3 separate regions of the Mus musculus genome follow, and regions 1 and 2 are each linked to region 3. Evidence: chromatin contacts called from public promoter capture Hi-C data. All regions are on one chromosome and are shown on one strand. The core of a region is the stretch at or near the end of the contact, and the rest is flanking DNA. Distances in the headings are between cores, read along the strand shown.

Region 1 (4,171 bases), core at 1,367-3,866, 660 kb before region 3:
GTGTATGCATGTGTGGTGTGTGTGTGTGTGCATGTGTATGTGGTGTGTGTGTATGTGTGTGCATGTGTGTATGGATGTGTGTGTGGTGTGTGTGGTATATGTGGTATATGCATGTGTGTGTGGTGTGTATGGATGTGTGTATGCATGTGTGTGGTGTGTATGCATATGTGTGGTGTGTATGCATGTGTGTGTGGTGTGTATGCATGTGGTGTGTGTGTGCATGTGTATGTGGTGTGTGTATGTGTATGCATGTGTATGTGGTGTGTGTGGTGTAGGTGGTGTGTATGCATGTGTGTGTGGTGTGTGTGGTGTAGGTGGTGTGTGTGTATGTGTGTGTGTGTATGCATGTGTGTGTGGTGTATGTGGTGTGTATATGTGGTATATGCATGTGTGTGTGGTGTGTATGGATGTGTGTATGCATGTGTGTGGTGTGTATGCATGTGGTGTGTGTGTGTGTGTGCATGTGTATGTGGTGTGTGTATGTGTATGCATGTGTGTGTGGTGTAGGTGGTGTGTGTGTGGTGTATGGACAGAGGCACTTTTACCCTGTGCACATGTGTGCTTCTGAGACACAACCAAGACTGGATACATGTTGGCTTCCTTCCTTCTGATTGGAAGCTGGGAGTCAAGGATGCCATGACACAGCCACCCCTGCACAGCCACCGTGGCTTCTCTGGAGCAGTGCTCTAGAGTTTACAGAACTCTTGTCAGCCCACATAATTCTCCCTGATTCTTACAACCACCATGCTGTTTCCCACTCAATCCATAGGCACTGCACACTTACACCACGCCAGGTGCTCTGTGAACTCACAGAGATGGAGCAGGGATCAATGCCGAGGCTAATGGAGGGCACTGGGCAGCTTCCTCTTTTGCTCCCTTTCTTATTTTTTTATTCCTTTAGACTTAGTTGTTTTTAATGTGTATGAATGTCTTGCCTACGTTTCTGTATGTACACACACCACACTAGTGCCTGGTGCCTGTAAGGGTCAGAAGAGGGAGTCAGATTCCCCCCAGAACTGCAGGTAGGGTGGTTGTGAACCACATGCTGCTCCTGAGAACTGAACCCTTGTCTACAAGAGCAACAAGTGCTCCTGAATGATGAGCCATCTCTCCAGCCATCTCTCCAGCCCAGCCTATTTGTTCGTTTGTTTGTTTGTTTGAGACCGTCACATTTCAAGCTCCAGGGGTTCACCATGTCTCTGTCCCTACAGCTAGAGTTACAGGCACAGAGATGATGGCAGCCTCTTCCACACTGAGGATGTGAATCTAGGTCCTCATATCTGCGAAGCAAGCACACTCCTCTTCTTCTGTTTGGGGATGCAGAAGGGATGTGCTCTATCTGCTTGCATGAGGGCGCACACACACACACAAACACACACACACACACACACACACACACACACACGCGTGCGCGCGCACGCACACACACACACACACTCACTTATTTCGTTTACAGTCTACAGCTTTCCTGTGGATTCTGGGAAGGTGGGATGGAGAAATCCACTTTCACTCCACACCTCTTTTGGCTTCTAGAGGTTGTCATCCTGCCCTCTCAAAGTCTCTTCCACATTTGACACCAAGATAGAATTGCATGTGGATGAATTTTTCTGTTCACTATTCTCTTCTTGCCCATGGCTCCAGTTGGCATTGTAGTCTTGTCCAGTGTTTGCTGTCCTCATGCTGTCAGGAGCCAAGACTCGGCTAGTGCCAAGGTTGTACTCAACCCTCACCTCACACCCATCATCCCTGCAATTTCACTCTCCAAGTTCCCTCAAGGTTTCTCTGCTTCCAGCTACAAGACCCTGCTCCATTCCAGCGCCATTTCCTCCATCCTGACCAGAACTTAGGTGTCCCTCGCCCACAAGCAGGGTCAAGACCCACTCCCCTACCTAGTTCCCGCCCCTTTCTGCGGGGCGGAGTAGACTCAGCTGGCTCCCCACATTTCCCTTCTTCCAAGCTCATCCCCTCCAAGCCCCAACCCTATGTCTCCATCCCTTGAGACCCCTTCGCGGGTACCAGCGGGGCTCGGTTCTACACCCTTTCACTCCCAGCTAACCACACTCACGTCCCGGAAGTTCTCAATCCCACCAGACACCCGTTCCTGCTCTGCGCCCCTTCCTTTCAGCCCTTGCTCTTCTGCTCGTCTCAAAGCCCCTCGAGCCCACCCAGCTCTCCGCCTTCACGCCCCCTTTCGCCTGCCTCCCCTCCATCCTTTCAGCATCCCTCTGCTGCCCTAAGATGTACCCAGCCACCCCTTACTGCCTGTAGTAGCTGCTCATCTGCCCCCAGCCCCAATGGTCGCTGCTTCCCGGCGGACCTGTGCGGAGTGCGAGCCAGCACTCCTGCTTTGCTGCGGTGCGGGTCCCTGGCGGCCTCTCGCAGCCCCTCTCTGAGTCCCCTAGGCTGCCTTGCACTCGGTCCCCGGCTCCCAGGCAGTGCGGAGCCCGGTCGAGGCCGCGCCCCTTACCTCGGATAAGAGCTGGCTCACGGACAGTGCAGCCGGACTGTTGCACTTGGCGATAGTGGGTGAGAGGCAGGCGAGGCGGGTCTGGTTCCCACCTCGGCTACGGAGGGCTGAGGCTCTGGCTGAAGATGGGTTGGGTTCCCGCTGGGTCCAAGCCCCGCCCCTGGGCGGAACCCATGTAAGATCCGCCCCGCCCCTGCGTTCTGGGCTGGTGTAAGGAACCTACAATTTCTTGGGAGCCTTACACCCTATATATCTGGGTGACTTTTATAATCTGCCCACATTCTATAGTTTGCACCTACAGGGTGCTCAGAGGTCTTTGGTGATAATGTAGATGATGATGGCGTCAAGTTTTGCTCTTTCCAAATGCTTTACTCCATTCTCATAAACTCTCAAGGAGGGAGCACAACCTGTCCACAAGTGAAAAATGAGCTAGGAAGCTGGCTATCACCGTCTGCCCCACTCATCACCTCTTCATGGTCCTTGTCGTCTGAGACTGGTAATCCCATCTGAACAAATCCAATCTTCTTCTAGGTTTCCTTTTCTCTGCATAAAGTATCCTGGTTCAGGACTCATGGGACTAATGCAAGAATTCTAATTCCTGCCTTCTTTCCAGCCTCTATACCAGTGACCTGAGGAACCTTTTGAAATGATTTCGACCTTGTTAAGATAACACTCACTGCTTCTCCATGACCAGCAGTAGCATGGAGTTTGCCAACTGGAGTGGTAAATGTTCTTGTCTGAGCCTTAGCAGACCCCAGATCTTCCAGGAGTGGTAGGTCACCTTCAAATTCTTATATGGATTTCACCTTCCATTGTCCTGAGGTCACTGGCCTGACATTTGGGTCTGGAGTTATTATTCTTTTCTTTCTTCCTTTTAATGATTTTTTATTTCATGTGCATTGGTATTTTGCCTGCGCGGATGTCTGTGTGAGGGTGTAGGATCCCTGGAACTGGAGTTACAGACAATTGTGAGCTGTCATGTGAGTGCTAGGATTTGAACCCAGGTCCTCTGGAAGACCAGCCAGTGCTCTTACCCACTGAGCCATCGCTCCAGCTCCTCTTTGTTCTTTTCTATAGTCATCCCCACCCCAGGTCATAGAAGTACGAGTCAGATAAGAAGTCCAGATTTTTCTCAGTTCCGTTATGACTTGTCTAAGATGTTTCTTTCCAGCCTCTCTGCCTCAGCATCAGAGTCCTAATCCTTACAATGTTCGCTAGAGCTGCTTATCAGCCCCTTTAGTCAGGTCCGCGCTGCCCATTTGACTTTCAGCTTCCCCTGTGCTCCCTCTAGAACCCTGGTTCCACCCTCTGCATCTTTAGAATGCTCAGGTTACCTCTTTATCTTTACCGAAACCTTATCCTCCCCCGGGACACTGCTTCCATGGTAGCCCTCTGCAGAAAGGCTCTTCATTTTCTTAACCTCCATGTATCATAACACCAGGAGGTGGGCAGCATTGTCACGCCCACCCTCATACAAAGATTTGCTCTCCTTTGCCCGCGAGCCATATCACAGCCTATGGCTCCTCCACACTGTTCCTCGTGCTCTGAGGAGTTCCTGGGGTACCAGCCCCTTCACTAGCTGCTGCTCCGCCATCCTTCTGGTGACTTCAGTTGCATATGGGGGTCTCCTGACCCTCATCCCTTTGCCTCTGCTTTACATGTTGACTGTGTCATTAACACCTACAGCCACACCTGACCCTCCTA
Region 2 (3,964 bases), core at 1,073-3,572, 560 kb before region 3:
CAGTCTTGGATGAAATGGGAGCAGACAAAAGGAGACCTACTGTGGGTGCATGCATGCCTCCTGGGTAGTTGGTTCTCTCCTTCTATCTTGGGGTTCCAGAGATAAAACTCAGATCACTAGGTGTGGCCCTTTACCCACTGAGCCATCTGGCCAGCATATGACAGAACGATTTTAAGCAAGTTACTATCAAGCAGCTTCCCTCAGCAAGAGTTTGAATAGAAGGGAAGAACGTGTGAGGCAAGAAGAAACTGGTCCTGGGAACAAATGAATCATCTTCATGCTGTAGCTACACCCTAGACGTCCTGATTATTCACAAACAAATGTAGGTTTTCTGCAGTGGCAGTGAGCTTGGATTGGAAAGGACAGTGCCAATGTCATGTCAGGGAGCCAAACTGATGGAAATTAAAGGGCCCATGCTAAAGCACAAATGGTATCAATAGCAACTCACTCTAACAGTGTTCTCTTGTTACTGTAGAAAAGACTGCTATCAGACAGGAGACCCTAGGTTATAGGGACTCCTTGCGGCTTTTCTCTCGGTTGGATGCCCCTTGGTGGTGGTGCCGAAGTACTGAGTTCTTAGAGATGCTGTGAGGATGAATCACCATTTCCTCCGAGCTGGTTTCTGTCGTTACAAAAAGGGGATAGTGATTGTGTGTGTGTGTGTGTGTGTGTGTGTGTGTGTGTGTGTGTGTAATGTGACTCAGAGATAAGTGGCAAAGGCAGACTTGGGACTGTACAGGAACAGCTTTCATTGATGAGAAAAGAACTGCTAGGTTATATTTTTCTCTGGGTGGCTGCTCAATTATTACTTGAACAGCTCCTGGACTCCTTATGTAATTTCCCCATGTCTTGTTACTATTATCCCATAATCTAAGGTAAGGCAAGATTGCTTATAATATTTTATAATATTTTCATGCAGGAAAAATGTGCTGGTTCTATTTTGATATCTGCTGTGCTGTAGAATGTCAAAGGATCCAGTGTACTAGGTTCTCCTCTTCAGAGGAGGATGTTACATAAATGCACGAGTGAAATTCAGGGAAATTTCACTTAGACCAGGATGATGAGAATGACCTTTTGATAGGAACACACACACACACACACACACACACACACACACACACACGCGCACACGCACACACACACACACACACACACACACAGACACACACGAGCGGGGTTGGGGAGTGTGGTGGGATAAACACACACAGATGGGCACAATCTCCAGATTAAGAATGACTAAGTAAGTGTTAGGGTGTTCTGGAATTAACAAAAATTGGAACTATAGGCCCGTCCTTCCATCCCCAACCTTCACAACCAGCTAGGCAGGCAGGAGAAAACAGAGGTTCAAAAATATTACATAACTTGCCAGGGTCATAAAACTCTACATGATGTAACTGGAACCAGTGGCATCAGGATCTGCCTGACACCAAAGTCCTTGCTTGTTCCAGTATAGCTCCCAGAAACAAAACCAACCAACCAACCAACCAAACAAACACAGTATTTGGGAATTTGAGGGACCAGGGGATTTAAAATTTTTTTTTTCTTTTTCCTATTTCCCTTCTGACAGTCTTTAGTTGTGACGTTATGTTAGCATCCTAGAGGCTGGGCAAGATCAAACAGGAGGCATTTGTAAACAAAATGACTGCATAGCCTTTAATATAACCACAACAATTTCCTTCTTTCAGAGTTTTTATCTAGGATTTGATAAGGGGTGGGTGACCCAGAAGTGGTAGAGGTGGTGGCCAGGGTTAAGTTAGTAAAAGGATGAGTCTTTTCTTACCTTTAAGTTGTTTATCGGTTTCAGGACAACCCGTTGGTTATTCTCTTCTCTTTGTCAGCGTTTTTTAAATTTTGTTTTGTTTTGTTTGTTTGTTTTTTGTTTTCTCCCCCCTACTTTGTAGGTAAGGATAGGGTTTAAGGAATTCTATAGCACATTTCTGTAGTGAATCTGCACAGTAGCTCCAAAAAAGTTGAGGTCAAAGATGATTCCTTTATCTGCTTTGGGAAGGGATTGTGCATGTGCTTAGGAAAAGAAAAAAGGGATTTGTTCTGGGTCACGCTCCTTTCATACTGACGCACTGAGGGAATTAAAAGGGACCCCCTGTCTCCACGAGAAATGAACCGAGATTCCCTCACATTCCCGCTCTCGGAGACGAGTGACGAAAGCATTCACATACCTTCTTGGAGGGAAGAAAAAGGTGCTGGGGTCTGACGGGGGTGGGGTGTGGGGGGAGCCGACAGCTTCCGGCTCCCGGGAAGCCGCGTCAGGGGCGGGCCACGGGCCGCGGGCGGCGCAGGGCGCACGGGGCCCCGCCACCCCCAGGCCGCGCTGCCTCGCGTTCCCTGCCGCTCGTGCCCGGTGCGGCCGCCGCAGTCCCGGCGCCGTAGCGGGACGTGGGGTCCAGGGGGCGCTGTGGCCCAGCGGCGCGGGCGGCTGAAGCGGCCACCGCGGCGGCGCCCGAGGCTTCGCCGAGCCCGTCTGCCTGCATCGCCTCGGTTGTCCCGCCGTAAGCTGCGCCCCCGGCCGCGCTCGGCCGCGCTCGGCCGCGCTTTCCCGGACCCGCGTGGCTGAGGCGGCTGGAGGGGCGCTGGGCCTCAGTCCCGGCCGCTGAGACCGCAGCCCCCTCAGGAGTGCGAGGCTTCGCGGCGGAGCCCCGCTGAGGACGAGGCTCTCGGCTGAGTGACGACCCCCGGGCCATGGAGAGGCGGTGAGTGTGGCGCGCTGCGGTTCGGGGCTCGTCTGCTTGCGCCGCCCAGGGGTCCTGGCGCCAGCTATTGGGCCGGGCGGACGGAGCGTCCTGCCAGTGCGGCCGCCGCGGGCACCCCGGAGCTCTGGGGCCTCGGCCCTTTCTCCGTGGGTCCCCGGGAGATTGAAGGCGTGCGGGGGGCGACTAGGCCCCGAGTCGCCGGGAAGCCCTTAGCCGGGCCTGGGTTCCGGCGCGGCCGGGTACGTGAAGATCGGGCTGGCGGCCGCACCGGTGCCCTTCGCGTTTGTCCCGGGCGGGGCCGAGCGTGCCTTCCTTCCCAGGGCCCTTCGAGCACATCCCGGAGGGAGGCAGAGGACGCTTGTTTGCAAACAGCTTTGGCTTGCCTGCTCCGCGTACTGAGTCCTGCGGAGCCACCCCCTGGGTGGGGAGTGGTGAGTATTGAGGTGCAGAGAGTGCGGGGCACTCGGAGCCCCTGGTACTCCAGGAGTAGCATTCACGCCTCCCTTGCTGGAGACACAGCCTTTTGCGTCCTTTTTTGAGGTGAAATTTCATCACCTGCCGCTAGCTCATCCTTTCCTCCTTATGTTACATCTTGTCTCTGAGCGAGGTCTGCTTTGGAGAAAGCCCCATCCCATCTTTGCTATGCTAAGTTTCCTAGCTACTCACAGTTAAAAAAAGAAAAAAAAAATCTTTTAGGAAGATGTCTTTTCCACCTTTAGAGAGACAGGAAATGTTTTAATGCCCCAGTCCTTGGTACAAAAATGTTTTACTCAAATAGAGAACGGATGGCAAGAAGATTTTAAATCATACTAATTACCCTAATTGCAAGGACATGCCGAAAATGGGATATAAACTCAGTTGTACAAGAAAAATGATTTGTTTTGTTCTGGTAAGGATGTAAAAAAAAGTTAGTGATTGTAGTTTGACATTACACGTCAGATATTGGGTGCTTCTTGTTTATGATAAATGTGATTACAGGTTATTCTCATTTTTCTACTATATAGGACTTATATGTACATCTAGAACGTCAATGCATGAAAATATGTATATATAGTAGAAAATTTGGATACGCAGAGAGGTACTATATTGGCTTTCAATATGTACTTAATAACTGGAGAGAGATTACTAGTAATGTCATATGTTTTGATGGTCATTCAAAGTTTACAGTGAGAGTGTACTGATTTATAAAATTATTATTATATTTTGGAATTAAATTAAGAATGCCTGACTGGTCCACTTTACAGCCAGACATTTGT
Region 3 (4,179 bases), core at 406-2,905:
CAAAACCCTGCCACAAACAAAAGACATAACATACACATATATAACTGTAAAATAAACTTTAAGAACAGAAATCCAGACAGTCTTTCAAATGCGATATATTTAGGTTTTGGGCCAGCACTCCTGACTCTTGTGTCTCCCAAATTCTGAGATTGCAGACGTTCACCACCGCCATGCCAACTTAAATCACAAATTTGAATAATGAGTCTTTGATTTATTTTGGCCCTACCCAGTCCAGAACTCACAGAGTTCAATCTGCCTCTGCCTCCCTCGAGTGCTGGGATCAAAGGCCCATGCTTTCCCAGGTAAAATCCCTTCATCCTGGCTCTTACTTCTAACCTTCAGTTTCCGCAATGGCTTGTTCTCATTCCTAAAATTCTGTTCTTGCAGTGTGCGGAGTGAGTGGTCTAACAGCCACGCCCCCACATGGCTAGCAGCCACGCCCCCGCATCGCTAGCTTTGTAGTTACTTTCAAGGACAGCTGTATACAACTCACCTTGCACCTTGGGAGGTGGAAGTGGAAGAATCAGTTCAAGGTCATCTTCAGCTATAATGCAAATTCCAGGCTGGTGAACAAGAAAACAGACCGCTGAGGGAAGCGTAGCCTGGTCCTTTGTTCTTGAAAACTAATTTTAACATTTGAATTCCTTCATCTAGCACGAGCCTGGGAAGTGCCTGAGTACAAACCTTATCTTTAGCAATCCTGGTTTCTGCCTGTGTGCTCTCACCTGATCTTACATGTAGTTGATAAAAATTAGGCTTCAGATACCCCCAGCAATCCAAGAGATTGGGCTCTCTGTCTCTGCCTTTCACCTGTCTGTCTAGGTCTCTTAACAGCATTGGCCTGGATCCGAGCAATAGTTGTATGTTAAATAAGATGGTCTTAAAGTAATGGGGGCTGAGGTTAGTTTCAAACTAGTTTTCAGAAGAAAACCTTCAACCTTTGATCCTGTTTCCACTTCCCTGTGCTCTTATAAAAATAGGTGCTGTGTTTTGTTTTTGAAATTTTATTGTGTGTGCGTGTCGTGTGTGTAAGCAGACGTTAACACTGCACTCTGTCCCCTTCCAACCAGGTTAGCAGCCTCTAGAAATATTTTGTACCGTTAATCCTCATCAAGGAGTCAAAACGTGACTGGTATCTGGGGCAAAGCCTTTGAAAATGCTTTTTAATTTGTTTAAAGCACTTAAAAATCTGGCACGTGGTAGAGCCCTGGCCTACAATGCGCTCTAGATTCCTTATCTAACTCAAAAAAAAAAAAAAAAAAAAAAATCAAGCCCTGGTGGGTGGCTACTTCTTTAATACCAGTACTTTGGAGGCAGAGGCCGGTGGACGTCTATGAACTTGGAGTTCTAGGACCAGCCAGGGCTACACAGAGAAACCTTATTTCAAAACCAAAACCAACCAAACAAAAAACAAACAAACAAAAAAACACCCCCCCCCCACAAAATACCCCCCCATAAAAAGAAGAAACAAAATAAAAATGTACAATGAGGAACGCTGTGCGTGCTATGCGAACGCCCTCGGCAGCGTGGGTCTCAGGGCGCTCGGCCTCCGAGGAGTGAATAGGAGTTGGGTGGCTGAGGCTGGAGAGCGAGGACCATTGGGCGTGCGGCGGGGGCGGGGTCGCGGCGGACCTGTGCGCGGCGTGGGGCGGCCATTCAAACGCCGGCCGACCTTCCTGAGCTCTCCTCCCGTGCCGGGCGACCTTCCTGCGCTCTCCTCCGGGGCGCCGGGGCGCGACGTCGGCGGCCGGGCTCGCGTGGGCGGCGTCGGCGTCATGGTCCATTTCTTGCATCCGTTGCTGTGGCCGCGGGCCCTCGTCCTGCCCGACGCCCAGCAGGACGCGCAGGGCCACTGCTTGGTGCAGGTGAGTGTGGCCGCCGTCCGGGCTCCGGGGCGTCCGCCCGTCGTGCAGCGCGGCCCGCGGGCGGGCGGGCTGGTGCGGGGCGGCCTCCTCCGGGCGGGCGGGCGGGCGGCGAGTTGGGCGTGACGGTTCCCTGGAAGTCGCCGGCAGGCCGGCCCGGGCTCCGGGCTCCAGGCTCCGTGGACGCCGCGTCCAGCCCTCGCGGGGTTCCTGTTCGCTGCGCTGCTGAGGAAGGCGCCCGAGTTCGAACCCCAGCCATACTGAGCCCCCCGCTGCGCGCAGGCGCCACCCCCTCAGGCTAGCCCCGCTCCTCTCCTCAGACCTCCAGCCCGCCCGGTCTCCTCAGCCCGCTCCCTTCAGATGGCCTCACCTCAGCAAGCACAGACCCGCCCCTCTCCTCAGGGCCCCGAGCCGCCTCCTCTTAGCGCCCCACGCAGCGGCTCCCCTAAGTCGCCCACCCACCTGCCCCAGGAACCGAGTGCGGAAGGCGGCGAGCCCGAGGGTGACTGGGTCTACACTAGAACTTAGTGATCTTGGATGCTCAGTACCTGGCGGGGGTGGGGTGGGGGACAGCGAAAAATACACCGGTGACAGGCAGATGTGGGTGCTGGGAACAGAGTTTCGGCCTCTAGAAGAACCCTGTGCCCTCTTTTAACCTCTGAGCCATCTCCTTAGCCCCTATTTTAATTTTATTCTGGAAATAAAATTCCACCCAAGATCAGGCTGGTCTGGAACTCACTAAGTAACTCAGGCTGGCCTTGCATTCTCAACAATACTGGGGTTACAATTACAAGCAAGTGACAGGGGACCCAGCTTCTTTCTGCTTGTCCCTGCTTACAAGACAAGCGTCTTACCAAGTGAGCTACTCCTCGGGCCTTGCAGGTTTTAACTCATATGCCTATGTATTTTTTGGGAGTTAATAAAGTTAGTTCTTTGTATATCTCCATATTTATAAAAGGAGACAACATTTGCTGAGCCATGGTGGGACACGTCTTTAATCCCAGCACTCAGGAGTTAGTTTGAGGCCAACCTAGTCTACAGAGTGAGTTCCAGGAAGCCAAAGCTACACAGAGAAACTGTCCAAAGTGGAAAAAAAGAAGTGGGGGGGGGGGGGGGACAGCATTCCCAGAACTATAACAGATTTTGCTTTGGTAATATCTATCAAGAAATGTATTCTCTACTTCATTCGGTTTATCAAATTTATTGGAATTTGAAATCTTCATGGAGTTTTTTTTTCTTTTTCGAGACAGGGTTTCTCTGTGTAGCCCTGGCTGTCTTGAAACTCATTCTGTAGACCAAGCTGACCTTGAACTCAGAAATCCACCTGCCTCTGCCTCCCAAGTGCTGGGATTAAAAGTGTGTGCCACCACCACCCAGCCTTAAATTATCTTTTTAGTGTATATATGGTATCTGTAATTTTTCTGGTTATTATCTTCCAACATATACAACTTTTTTTTAAAGATGTCTTTATTATATGTAAGTACACTGTAGCTAGCTGTCTTCAGACACATGAGAAGAGGGCATCAGATCTCATTATGGATGGTTGTGAGCCACCATGTGGTTGCTGGGATTTGAGCTCAGGACTTTCTCGGAAGAGCAGTCGGCGCTCTTAACCACTGAGCCATCTCTCCAGCCCCCGATATACACCTTTTTTATTTTAATAGTTGTGGGTAATATCTTTATAATTCCCCTTATTTTGCTTACATGATGTGTAATTTTTTTAATTGTTTTTGACTTCTATGCTCTCGACTGGCCTCTAGCTCTTTATGTAGCTGAGGGTGACCTTGACTCCTGATCATCCCGTCTCTAAGTCACAAGTGGTAGGATTATAGGTTTGGACCTGTAATTTTTTTTGTGGATTCTTTGTAATGTGTGTGCCTTGCACACATTTATGGAGGTCAGATGACCATTTGGAGTCTGTTCTGTTCTGCCATATGTATTGAACTCAGTGTTTCAGCTTAGAAGTGAGCCAAAACGCAAATTCTATTGCTCTGATATACATCTGTGTGTGTGTGTGTGTGCGCGTGCTTGCGCGCTCGCTTACTGAGAATTTAAGATATAAGGCTCAAATATTCTCTCTCTTGGTTCACTCAATTTTTAAATTTTTACTTACTTTTATTTTAAGTGCATTAATGTTTTACCTGCATGTGTGTGTGCATGGGGTTGTCTGATTCCCTGGAACATGAGTTACAGACAGTTGTGAGCTGCCTTATGGGTGCTGGGAATTAAACCTGAGTCCTCTGGAAGAGAAGCCAGTGTGCTTAACTGTGAAGCTATCTCTCCAGCCCTATGGTTTGCTCACATTTAAGAAGCATAT

What was found. Promoter capture Hi-C pulls out the DNA fragments that hold promoters and counts their contacts.
Region 1: a promoter capture Hi-C map of pre-B cells shows a contact between it and region 3, with 3 times the contacts expected there. The contact joins the promoter of Rab3b here to the promoter of Zyg11a in region 3. A contact is called at or near these places in 2 of 39 promoter capture datasets (hematopoietic stem and progenitor cells and pre-B cells).
Region 2: a promoter capture Hi-C map of stem cell-derived epiblast-like cells shows a contact between it and region 3, with 2.8 times the contacts expected there. The contact joins the promoter of Zfyve9 here to the promoter of Zyg11a in region 3. A contact is called at or near these places in 5 of 39 promoter capture datasets (the C10 cell line, cranial neural crest, hematopoietic stem and progenitor cells and 2 more) and 1 of 9 other capture datasets (pancreatic islet).

The regions. Positions count from the first base shown.
Region 1 is chr4:108,877,515-108,881,685 of GRCm38.p6, reverse strand. Rab3b (RAB3B, member RAS oncogene family) reads right to left here and starts at 2,616. Exons shown (of 5, transcript NM_023537.5): 1 at 2,468-2,616.
Region 2 is chr4:108,779,197-108,783,160 of GRCm38.p6, reverse strand. It overlaps Zfyve9 (zinc finger, FYVE domain containing 9), which reads left to right and starts at 2,322. Exons shown (of 19, transcript NM_001384118.1): 1 at 2,322-2,708.
Region 3 is chr4:108,215,519-108,219,697 of GRCm38.p6, reverse strand. It overlaps Zyg11a (zyg-11 family member A, cell cycle regulator), which reads left to right and starts at 1,655. Exons shown (of 14, transcript NM_001167936.3): 1 at 1,655-1,865. The coding sequence starts at 1,776.